Linked DNA regions of Mus musculus: region 2 is linked to region 1. Evidence: chromatin contacts called from public HiChIP or PLAC-seq data. All regions are on one chromosome and are shown on one strand. Each heading gives the region's core, a stretch centred on a gene start, on an enhancer-like site or on the middle of the called end of the contact. The rest is flanking DNA. Distances are from core to core; before and after follow the strand shown.

Region 1 (6,251 bases), core at 716-3,215:
AGACCACCCTTGGAGGTTTTTATCTGCCTGTTTTGTTTTCTTAGGACAGGGTTTTTCTGTGTAGCCTTGATTGTCCTAGAACTCAGTCTGTTGACCAAGCTGGCCTTGAACTCAGAGATCCACCTGCCTCTGCCTCCCAAGTGCTGGAATTAAGGGGAATTCGCCACCACTGCCTGGCTCACCTTGGCTTAGGTTACCTGGAGGCGGGTAGGATGAAAAATCACCCTTTCTGCCTCTCACCTGGGGAAGATGTTGGTCTTAGATGTAAGCCAAGCTGCCTGGCTTCCTCCTGGTCTTAAAGGACTGTGGCATCTCCCAGGCACATTATCTCCTTCCTGCCTTCTGAGACTTGCCAGTTGCCTTTAAAGAGCCAGAAGCCGCCCTAGTGCTAGAGGGAGCCGCCTGGGAATGAACACACAGAGATATGACAGCCTAGCCATGACCCCAGCTGGAGTGATTCTGACTAGAGAAGACAGGGGTTTTTAAATGTCATGATCACCCTTGTCTGGAAATTGGGACGACTGTTCCCATGACTATAACAGAAATCTTGCTTTTTTTTTTTTGATGACATCTCTGTTATAATGAGCCCACCCCAAAAGGAAGCCAGGGTCACAGGGAGAACACTACAGAAAACTTAGAATCTGGGGTGCAACACAACAGCATGGTGCTTGTCTTTCATGTCACAGAGTCCTCTCTGCTCCATCAGCCAAAAGCCATACAATTCTGTATGCTGTAACTCTCACCCAGCAGGAACTTTTTGAGTTTGGCATTGGTGTGTTAGAGGGCAGAGTCGCCAGAGCCAACTTCCTAGTGCCCCTAGGCAGCTAAGGGAATTACTAGTTTGGGCAGTTAGAGGTTCAAATCCCCACCCTACCAGTTCTTGCTAGCTTTGAGATCTAGGGTAACGATGCAGACTCTGCCAACCTCAGTTATTCACCTGTAAAATGGGGACATGAGCAGATGAAGGAAAGTGAGGTCTGGGGCTGAATTTAACATCTGGCTTGTAGCAAGAGGCAAGAATGAGGAACAGCTGCAATGAACAGCTCCAGGCAGCGGGACACTTTTTATTAGTGTGCCGTTTGTTGACCTCTGAGAGCCCCAAGAAGGGTCACATCTCTTGCACGACATAAAGTAGCCATCGAGGGTTGAAAACCATTCCGTCCTGACTTGACTGCTGTGAGAGACCTTACATCTCTGCAGATCTGTTCTGAACAGTGAACAAGGCAGAAATATGTTGGTTGGATTGTTTAAATGCTTCCCAGGTTGTGATTGTTGCTGTGGGAGTCGGGTAGCACCAGGTATTTTATAGCCCATTCTGGAAGGTGAGTGAAGTGGTGATGGACATAGCCCAGTGCTGGTCCAGAGGAGCCACTCCAAACTGACACTTTCCACTCCTTCGCTCTGGTGAGCACAAACTCCCACTGACAGCTATGTTGTCCCTGTGTGTCAGTGTTAGCATTTAATGGCAAGTTGAGGACTTTTGTTTCTCAAAAGCAAAAGGCAAGCAGGAGTGATGGCACATGCCTTTAATCCCAGCACTTGGGAGGCAGAGGCAGGCGGATCTCTGAGTTTGAGACCAGCCTGGTCTACAAAGTGAGTTCCAGGACAGCCAGGACTACACAGGAAGTGTGGAAATGGAAGCTCTCTCCTATGAAGGAAGGAAGTAGCCTGATGAGCTGGCTCCTGTGTGAGCACGTTGTGTCCCCTCGTTTGTGAGTCCCAGCTCCTTCCAATCATGGCTTAAGGCCATATCTCTCCTAGAAGAGTTCATGAGAGCCCCTGTGTCTTAATACAGCCGATACGAAGAAGTCATTGGGGTAACCGTGGACTCCTCAGCAAGTGATCTGTAGATGAAGAGGTGCTCTTTAGTCATGGAGAGTGCAAATTCGCTGGCAAGCACACTTCATGTTCTGTGATGACATCGTCACTGTGGTTGGGTTGGGGTCAGGCGTCTCCTTAGCCACAGTCGCTGTGAAGCTGAACAGGAAGGAGTCCTGGGTACCACAGACATGCTGCCATTCCTTTAGCACACACAGACCGCTGCCCCAAGATGGGGCTGCTGGTTGAGTGGGGAGAGTATTAAGCTGAATAAAAATGTGTGGTGCCCCTCATAGGACAGCCCTGAGGTCAGAAGGGTCAGCCATGAGCCTGGGAGGAGAGGATCCGGTGATCCTGGATGGCCTTCTCTCTTGGGGTCCTAGTTTGCTTCTCTGTTGCTGTGATAAAACACTGACCCAAAGCAATTTAGGAAGGAAAGGGTTTATTTGATTGACAGGTTACAGCCCATCATTGAGGGAGGCCAAAGCAGGAACCTGAAGATAGGAACTGATACAGAGAGCAGAGGAGAACTGCTGTACAAGCTAACTCAGCTACCTTTGTTGTTGTTGTTGTTGTTTTGTTTTGTTTTGTTTTTTCGAGACAGGGTTTCTCTGTATAGCCTTGGCTGTCCTGGAACTCACTCTGTAGACCAGGCTGGCCTCGAACTCAGAAATCTGCCTGCCTCTGCCTCCCAAGTGCTGGGATTAAAGGTGTGCGCCACCACTGCCCGGCTTCAGCTACCCCTAGAACTGCCTAGGGATAGTTCTGCCCACAGTGGGCTGATCATACCAACGTTAATCATTAATGGAGAAAATACCACACAGACAATCTGACAGCGTCCCTCTTCCCAACTCGTGACAGGTTGATGAAAACTAGGCTGCTCACCCCCAGCTGCCACTGTATCTTTCCATGTGGCCCCTGGAGGGACATCTCTTGTTGTCACTTGCAGGACCAGGTGGACACGCTAACTTTTCAGAGCCAATCTCTGCGTGACAGAGCTCGGCGCTTTGAGGAAGCTCTAAGGAAAACCACGGAGGAGCAGCTAGAGGTAATCATGGCCTCCCACCCGGGCCACCCAGTGTGTGGGGACATGAGCTGGCTTCCTCTGTAGTTTTGCCCAAGGACGAGGCCTCCACACTGAGCCATTGCTGCTGCAGGGAGGGACCCTAACATCTCTGGGATGTGTGTTCAGTGCCTGACAGCTCCTCTCCCCAAGACAGACCATAGGCTCCCCAAGACCCTGGGTCTCTCCAGCACCTGCCATTTCTTGCCAAATCCCACATTATTCCTTAGGCAGGGGCCTTAGGTACCAATGATGTAACCTCCTCTCCGGCTGGAGACAGTCCATACCCTGCTTTCACAGATGTGCTCTAGGCTGGCAATGGACAGGGCCAGCTAAGATGTGACTTATAAGAAGGTAATTTTTCCCCAATAAAGCTGGAAAACCTCCTACCATCTAACGCAGTGTTGGAGAGAGGTGAACTAAGTTAAGGATGGGCACCATCCATTGAAATACTATACTGTTTTTTATCCTGTGGGGGAGTGGATTGAACCTTGGGCTGCATGTGCGCTAGGCTAGTTCTCCAGCCCCCAGCCAAAGCCCTAACCCTCCTCCCCCCTCCTCTCCTTCCTCCTCCCCCTTCCTTCCTCTTCCCCTCCTCCTCCTCCCCTCCCCTGCCCCTCCTCCTCATTTTCCTCCCTCTCCTCCCCCTCCTCCCCCTCCTCCCCCTCCTCCCCCTCCTCCCCCTCCTCCTTCCCCTCCTCCTCCTCCTCCTCCTCCTCCTCCTCCTCATTTTGAGACAGTCTTGTGAACTTCCCACCCTCCTGCCTCTTTCTCAGTGTTACAAGCCTGCTGCTGCAGCTAGCTTGGGTTGGGTTGGGTTTTCAATGTTGCCTCTCTGAAATTCAAATTAAAATTGATGTCCCACCGTTTTACTTGTTCACGTCCACCAGCCCCCGCTCTGACATGTCATTCTCATAAACGGCTTTTTAAAAAAACAGAACAAGCTGTGCATGTGGTGGTTCACACCTTTAATGCCAGCATTTGGGAGGCCGAGGCAGGCAGATCTCTGAGTTTGAGGCCAGCCTGGTCTACAAAGTGAATACCAGGGCAGCCAAAGTTACACAGAGAAACCCTGTCTCTAAGGGGATAAAGGGAGGGGGCGGGCAGATGGGGCTGAAGAGATGGCTCAGTGGTTAAGAGCACTGGGTGCTCTTCCAGAGGACCTAAATTCAATTCCCTGAGCCCACGTGGCAGCTCACAACCATCTGTAACTCCTTTGCCAGGGGACCTGACGCCCTCATACAGACATACTTGCTGGCAAAATACCAATGTATATTAAAAAAATAAAAATAAATTAAAAAGATAGTTTCTTTTTTAAAAAATTAGGGGATGGTATCTTTGATAGATTGAGCATATTAAATCTTCTTTAACATTTATTATCGTTAGATTCTCTACATGAGCACCATTATTTCCACCCCACACTCTTCCCTGCCAGTTCCTCCATGGCCCCTCTCTCGGCTTCATGACCTCTTCTTTGATCATTATTGTGACAAAAGGACAGACAGACAGACAGACAGACAGTTAGGACCTTCAGAGTCTGTCTAATGCTGTTCATATGCGCATGTGTTTACTAGGGCTGACCACAGGGAATTGGGTAACCAATCCGGGAATGACCGATCCTCCGCCCCTTGGTAGCCATTCATTACCCATAGTTCTTCATCTAGGGGCGGAGCCTTGAGAGACTTCCTCCATCCACTTTGCTTTGTAAAGCGCTTGGCTTGTTTCCTATGCATGAGCTTAAGGACATGGGCGAGACACGTGAGACCCCCCAGCGCCCTGGGGATCCAGTCCTGTGGGAGGAGGGTCAGAGCCTGTGTTATCCCAGGAATCCCCCCTCGGAGGTGCTGGCACCCGCTCCTGCACAGGTGCTATGGCTGTACATTGCGGAAGCACGGCAATCACACTGGGCTGGTTCATACAGCGTGCTGAGCCGGGAACCTGGTATGAAACGTACACTCTCTGCCCTTGTAGATTGCGCTGGCTCCATACCAGCACCTGGAAGAAGACATGCAGAGCCTGAAGCAGGTGCTGGAGATGAAGAACCAGCAGATCCACCTGCAGGAGAAGAAGATCATCGAGCTGGAAAAGCTGGTGAGTTGGCCCGCTTGCTCCAGAGAGCGGATGCTGTGGCTCTTGCTGGTGACAGTGCTCGGTGAGGGGTGCCCCTCCCTGCCTGTGGCTCACAGGCGAACCGGACAATCGTAGCTGAGCCTGGACTTCTCACAAGGCCAGGACTTCTGAAAGGAGTCCTGGTGGCTTCTTTTGGTTACTTCTCCAATCATTTCTGTGTCCTTCCACCACTAAGACGACAGCAGGAACGATCCATCGCTGTTGTTTACCAGGCCTGAGCAAAGCTCTGTCATTCCATTCCAACAGCTAGCCTGGGCAATGGTACTGCCACAGGACGAGAAGCCTAGGAAGGGGGACAGTTGTACCCAGTCTGTGAGTGGCTGAGCCCACAAGGCAACCCTGGAGGAGTGCCCCCAAATCCTCACGTGACAGAAGGATCAGAGATCTCAGTAATGGGAGTCCACCTTCATGAGCCAATGACCTCCAAAGGCCCCATGTCCTGTCCTGGTACTGCACCTGGGGGAGAGGGGTTCAGTTGCTTTGGAGGGACAGGAGCATCCAGTTCAAAACAAAGACTTTGCCCCTCGGTCATCAGCTAGGTTCCTGGGAGCTAGCCTGAGGAAATAGAGCAATATTTGTCCCCTCCTAGAGGCCCAAGGCCCAGATAAGGGCTTTTAAAAACTATGTATTCTGTGTGCATGTAGGTGTAGTATCCACTGAAACCAGAAGAGGGTGCCAGGTCCTCCTGTAGCGTCCTGACCAGTGTGTGCTGGGAACCAAATTCAGGTCCACAAGAGCTGTAAATGTTTTTAATAGCTGAGCTTTCTTTCCAGCCCCATTTGTTGATATTATTTTTTAAATGATTTTTGCTACTATGAAAGAGGAAGAGAGAATGTGTACATTGTAGGAAAGATAAACAAAAATAAGAAAATTAGAATATCGTATTCTTCTACCATTAACACTTCTCAGAGATATGTCTTAATGCCCCTCTCTCCTACACACACACATACACACACCAAATTTTGTCTTGTACAGTGTTCTATAGCCCTCTTCCAACGAACAGGTCTCCCCCCCCCACACACACACACCCAGCTAGGATCTTGCTAAATAGCCCATGCTGGTCTGAAATTTATAGTCCCACTGCCTCCACCACCAGCGTGCCGAGATTACAGACTTGTATCTCACCTCCAGTTTTGAAGAGTTACTGCCCATCTCATCCCCATTTGTCTCTGAAACATCCTTTGCAAATGGTTTGCACAAACCAGGAGCTTGGTCCACGTGTGGCTCTCTGCTGCAGGCA
Region 2 (6,128 bases), core at 953-3,452, 410 kb after region 1:
GTAGAAGGAACGATTTGTTTGCCTGAATTCAAATTTTTAATTGGGCTTTTAGAAGTAGCCTGCATCAGGCTGTAGAGATAGCTTAGTGGTTAAGAGCGCTGACTGTTTTTCCAGAGGTCCTGAGTTCAATTCTCAGCAACCACATGGGAGCTCACAACCATCCGTAATGGGATCTGAAGCCCTCTTCTGGAGTGTCTGAAGATAGCTACAGTGCACTCACATACATAAAATAAATAAATAAATCTTTAAAAAATAAAATAGCCTGCATCTTACCTGGCAAACTCTATCTCTATATCAATCCAGGTGGCCCGGTGGCCAGGCAGACAGAACTCTTATCTGGCCTGAGTCACTTAGCCATAGCCTAGATCCAAGGGGTGAGGTCAGACTGACCTGACTCCAGGGACTGGGTGTTAGGAGGGGTAAAGCTCCAGGCAGCCTCAATCCTGTGCTACTTAACCTGAGAAGACAGCTCACTGCTGGGCCAGCCTGAGTGTCCAGGCGAATTATCCCATGTGGTCAAGAGACAGTAAACACCAGATGCTGGTAGATCTCGGGGTGGAGTTTAATGCCGGTCGATCATTTACAGTAAACTGCTTTTAATAAGTAGACACACACTCTGAAAGAATGGAAGGAAAGCATGGAAGATGCATAAACTAGCAGTCTAGCTATTTACCAGCGCTGTCAATATTGTGTACTGGACATAATTATATGTCCTAGGCTCAGATACATCTGGCAGTGTAGCCGGCGGGTGGATGCCAGCAACCCATTAACACACACCGTCTTGTGACCTTATGATGTCTGTGGCATCACACCAGGAATTTCCCAGAATCCCTTAAACCTTATAGGATGGAGATCACACGGATCATCAGCTGTTGACGGAAACATCAGATATGCTGTGAGTCTGCCCTAGACAGTCAGGCTGCTGTGGAGACTAAACATAAACCCAGACAGCAAGAAGGCCGAGGTGAAAGAGAACGGCATTCTTGTAAACGTGTCCTGCTTCCCCGACACCCCCTGAACACAGAGTCTTTCCGTCTGCTTCTTCTGGATCCCATGTGCATTATCAGCCTGTGGGCTCCTGTCTCCTCCACAATCCCGTTGCAAGGCACAGGGCGAATCTTAGTGTCAATGACCGAATAGCGGAATGAAGGACACACAACCCGTTCATTCCTCTGCAGCAAAATTTAATTATTCCTAGGATACAGGCTTCTTCTGACAAGACCCTCAGAGCATCTGTGTACCATGATGATGTTCTGGTGGCAGCAGGGCAACAGCAGGAGCTGCCCCTGGCTTTCTCGCAGCGTCTTCGGAAAACACGCCATTAAAGCTGATGCTATGTGTGGGCAAGAGAAACGAGCGAGCGTCAATACCCCGATTTAGGATCTCTGTATAAGGAAGCTGGATCCTCAAAGGCAGAGCCACTCTGTCAAGAGCACAGATAGAGTAGATGGAAGCTGGCTGGCTGGGGTCCCTGTGTGGAACTGGCTCCACCACTTCCTAAGAACTGCGAGGTTTAGCTGAGCTCAGCGGATCTCTAGGAAAAGTTGAAGTGTGTGGACAGCTTTTATCTCTTGTGAAGTAAAAAATTTTAAAGTGTGTGTGTGCACGCTCACACACGTATGACCACAGAGGCCAGGAGAGGGTGTTGGATCCCTTGTAGGGGGGATCACAGATGGTTGGTTGTGAGTTATCTAATACAAGTACTGGGAACTGAACTCAGACCCTCTGTGAGAGCAGTGAGTGCTCTTAACTGCTGAGCCATCTCTCTGGACCCCAGTAATGTTTTCTTAAGGTAGAGGATCTGGCAAAGGGGGTGGGGTGGGGTGGGGTGGTTCCTAGCCTCCCTGCCATCCCAGGAGTCCCAGGGACTGATGGGAGTAATGGAGGTGGGTGTCTGGAAAGGGGGGCTATGGGGGTAGGGTGGGGGGTGGGCTATCTTTGCAGTCAGCATAGGGTCCTCACTAGCGCTACTCAGAGGGCTGCACCAGGGAGACAGCTGTCAGACCACTCACCCAGCACTGTGGGCTGGTTATGGTAATTTTTCTGACAAATCACAGAGGAGAGCTCAGAAGGGAAGAGCTCTTGTTCCAAGTCACCGAACAGTCTCACATATGCTCAAAAGCCTTCTCTGTACAAATAAAGGAAGTGCCACTAACTCCACTTTCCAGAGGAAAGTGACTCATTAATTGCTTACCCAGAGTCACTGGCAGAGCTGAGATTGAAAGCTCGGATGAAGGTCTGATGCCAAAGCCCTGAGTGGGGCCCTGGTGTAACACGGGGATGGTGAGGAGGGAGCTAGGTGGGACTGACAGCTAGTGTGGGGCCCTGGGTACCAGCCAGGAATGTGGAATTACACTAAAGACTCCCTTCGGGGCACAGCAAATGACTTTTTTTCCCCTCAAGGCCAGCAGTGAAGAACAACTGATTACAGACTGAGCTACAAGCCTCAGCCCCTGACTGAGGCTGTCACAGCAAGGAAGGAGCCATGCTGGAGGGTCGTGTGCAGAGATCCCTACAGAGTGCCACGGAATTAATTGTGCATCTTTAATGGAGTGCATCTTTAGCTGACCTAGGGCCCGATTCTTGCCCTTAAAGAGTAAATAAAGTCCTTAAAACTAGCAAAAGGTGATGTGAGGTCCAGTATGTAAAAGGCACGTCGCTCTTGACGCTTCGTCCTTTAACAAGATACCCTGGATGTTTTTTGGATGGCCCTCAAAGACTTTAAGGGGTTACCACATCCAGATAAGAGGGACTGTGGTGCTAAAAATATAGAAAGGGCTTGTGGAGGAAGATCTGGGAACTTTAATGGAAAAGCCTGCCGCTCTTAAGTAAAAATAAGGGGACCAGAGAGAGGACTGAGAAGCCCCAGCCCCAAGCCCAGCTTTGTCTCCTGCCCCCAGTGAGTGAATTGACTCTCTTTAAACCCTAAAAGCAAGTGGCTCCAGTAGATGGAATCCCAGGAGCACCCAATCCGAGGTGCAGAGGAGAAGCAGGGCGGGGCAGAGATACCTGGGGTGGGGGAGGGGTCTCTGCAGGTGCCACCACAGGAAGCACTCTCCTCTGTCACCCGTCCTGATGTGGCATGATTGGTTTTTAAAGCCTTTTAAACCCTATTTTTACACCGAGCACATTTCTCTTCTCTTTCAAAGGAACAAAGGGATCACACAGCCCACATGCCCTTCAAACTGGCAGCTGGGGAGGAAAGGCAGGGTGCAGATCTGCAGCCACAGAGAGCTGGTTCCCCCACGTCCGCCTCCTGCATCCGACAGAAGGGCAGCCAGCAGATGCAGGCTCCGTGGAGCCACCCATCCCGAAGGTTTCCAGTGCCCTGGCAACCAATTATTACAGTGGCATTCAGTAGTTTAGGGAAGGTTAAACCCCTGTCTTTCTCCCAGATACTTAGATGACCCTGGTCAGAAAGTCCGGTGTCCTTCCATGTGACCAGGGTGAACCCACTGTGACATGCTTTACCTGCTGTACGCACACACAAGTACTCGAAGGGTTTTATTACATTGGCATCTGCATTGCTTAAGGAAAACAATCTCCTTTCACTTTCTGGGTTTCTCTTAAAATGGAAAATATTAGCACTATTACTCACACAGTTATTTTAAAAATGGAAGGACAGATGATTCATCTCCAACTCCAGAGATAGAGAGTAAGTATTGGGGTGACTTCTCTGAGCCTTTGAGTTTTGGTCTCATTAGGAGAGACACCTGGCCAGCATGCATGGCGTCTCCCAGGCCTCTTCCAATCTCATCGAGTTCTAAGAATCCCAGGTCTCCCCACCCCTCAGTCCTGAACCCCTACCGATCCCATCTGGATCTCGAGTGTGCTTAGCTAAGACCTTACAGTGGGTTGCTAAGTGCTTGTATTATGCCCTCTGAAAAGTCAGAGCAGGAAGCAAAGTTGCAAGGGAAAAAAATCCATACTCGTGATAAAGATTCTGCAAGGAGATTGGCTGATTAGAACTTCCCAGTGGTTCAGAGTAGAAATGTTATAGATTCAGAGTCCAAGTTATCTTACACCGAAAACTCCTCTTCATAGCTGTTCTCTGTGTCCAACCTGACACCGTGTGACCCTCAGGCGCAGGTTTTTAGATTGCATTATTTAGGTCTTTGTCAACTTGACACTATCAGGCTGGCCTGTAGGAAAGTCTGGGGACATTTGCTTAGCCATTGATGTGGAAGGGTCTAGCCTACTGCAGCCCTGAGACAGGTGGTCCTGGGCAATATAAAAAAGTTAGCTGAGAAATCAGTTCAAGGGAAGCCAGGCAGTAAGCAGCGCTCCTCGGTGGCCTCTGCTTCAGTCCCTGCCTCCAGGTTCCTGCCAGAATTCTTGCCCTGACTTCCCTCAGGGATGGACGATGAGCTGTGAGCTGAAATAAACTCTCACAGGTTGCTTTGGATGCCAATGGAAAGTGAATTAAGACAAGATCTTTGCTTCCACAAATCCAAAGTGAAGAATGTCATGGGACCACATCAGACATCCATAGCAGGTTTCTTTCCTTTTGTTCTAACCCACCTACCTGATGTTCCCATGAATAGATCTGGGGAATGCCTTGATTTATGTATGACTTTCTTTTATTCGGGGATTATGACAGCTCGATGAAATTATTTCCATGTTGTAACATTGAATTTGGGGTAACCCTAATCCCTGCCCCTAGGCCTCTGCCATGAATATTTATCTCAGGAATAAACTTCCCCTGTCCCCTTTAAGAGGAGAGATGCATTTCATGAACAACAGAAGCTCAGGACCCCAATAAAAGCCAAACCTATCCCTCCCTCCAACACAGACCATGGTCACTAGTTCTGCTTGGGGGTTCTCCTGTAGGTTTGCCCACCAGTGACTTTGAATGCCCATGGACAAGCTTCATGGCTCCTGAATCTGCAATCTGCACATCACTTTAGAAACAGAAAAGAGAAAAGCATTGAACACACAGAGCTGTGAGGAAAACATAGATTTGGAGACATACACCTACACACACACACAAAACATCCCACTACCACCACCACCACCACCACCACCAACAACAACAACAACAACAACATTACTAGATGTTGCTGCCAAGGAAATCCTAAATCAAGGTAATGAGGCTTCTAGTAGTTGCCCAATAGCATTTGTTGTGAAGGAGGTCTCATATGATAGAAAGATACTAAACAAATCTATTAACGCTAGAGGGGTGGCTCAGAGGTTAAGAGCACTTGGCTGCTCTTGCAGGGGACTCAAACTTGCTTCCTAGCATCCACATGGTAGCTCATAGTTACAGGGGATATGATGCCTTCTGGCCTCTACTGGTACTGCACATTCACGGTACATATACATACATTCAGGCAAACACTAATACACATAAAATTAAAGGGATCTTTAAAAGAAACATATGTGTCAACTACAGGATAAGTTGGTTGCTAGGTAAACCCCATTCTAAGAGGAGTATGGCATTTTTTAAAGAGGAAGCTATTTGGGGAAGAGACAGCGAAGTTTTAATAAGTTCCCACATACTGGGTTCTGAACCGATTCTCTGCCAAGGGTCAGTCAATACTTGAGCCTATAAACTACTTGTGACAACTTTCTGTTCAAATGTGTCATTGCTCTTTAAGACAGTATCTCAGGTCTGGAGAGATGACTCAGCGGTTAAGAGCAATGACTGCTATTCCAGAGGCGGTGAATTTAATTCCCAGCAACCACATGGTGGCTCACAACCATCTGTAATGAGATCTGACGCCCTCTTCTGGTGAGGCTGAAGACAACAACACACTCATATAAAATAAACATTAAAAAAAAAAAAAAAAAAGAGACAGTGTCTCATTATGTTGCCCAGGCTGGACTCAACCCTGAACCCTTCTATTCCTCCTCCAGGTGCCAGAATCGCAGGTGTACACCACCATGCCCAGGCTTAAACATCTAATTTTAAAATTTGATGTTTTCAAACAAAATAAGGTCTAGGTGGGTGGTGGTGTTTGCTTTTTTGTTTTAATCGGGATAATCGCAAACATATAACAGACACACAGTGACATTTAGGTAACATCTGAAGCAATGGAGACAGGCACACCAGAGTTGACACATTGTAACAGTGCTTCCGGGCCTGCTCTTTGTTTACAGCCAGGAGGACATGTTTAACCCCGGCTTAT

Evidence for each region. HiChIP or PLAC-seq counts read pairs in DNA pulled down with a chosen protein or histone mark.
Region 2: an H3K27ac HiChIP or PLAC-seq map of CD8 T cells shows a contact between it and region 1, with 12 times the contacts expected there. The contact joins two enhancer-like sites. A contact is called at or near these places in 4 of 115 datasets of contacts at active chromatin or transcription factors (CD8 T cells, bone marrow-derived macrophages and embryonic stem cells) and 1 of 9 other capture datasets (embryonic stem cells).

Annotation. Positions count from the first base shown.
Region 1 is chr5:148,298,631-148,304,881 of GRCm38.p6, forward strand. It overlaps Mtus2 (microtubule associated tumor suppressor candidate 2), which reads left to right. Exons shown (of 15, transcript NM_001359503.1): 12 at 2,768-2,866; 13 at 4,853-4,972. Among named protein-coding and RNA genes, the nearest start is that of Slc7a1, 98 kb to the right of the region's middle. Within about 2 kb of position 1,966, at least 6 of the 459 cell types and tissues checked have an H3K27ac peak or open chromatin away from gene starts, as enhancers often do. A contact at or near this core is called in CD8 T cells, where this site is marked.
Region 2 is chr5:148,706,074-148,712,201 of GRCm38.p6, forward strand. No RefSeq gene overlaps it. Among named protein-coding and RNA genes, the nearest start is that of 2210417A02Rik, 33 kb to the right of the region's middle. Within about 2 kb of position 2,203, at least 163 of the 459 cell types and tissues checked have an H3K27ac peak or open chromatin away from gene starts, as enhancers often do. A contact at or near this core is called in CD8 T cells, where this site is marked.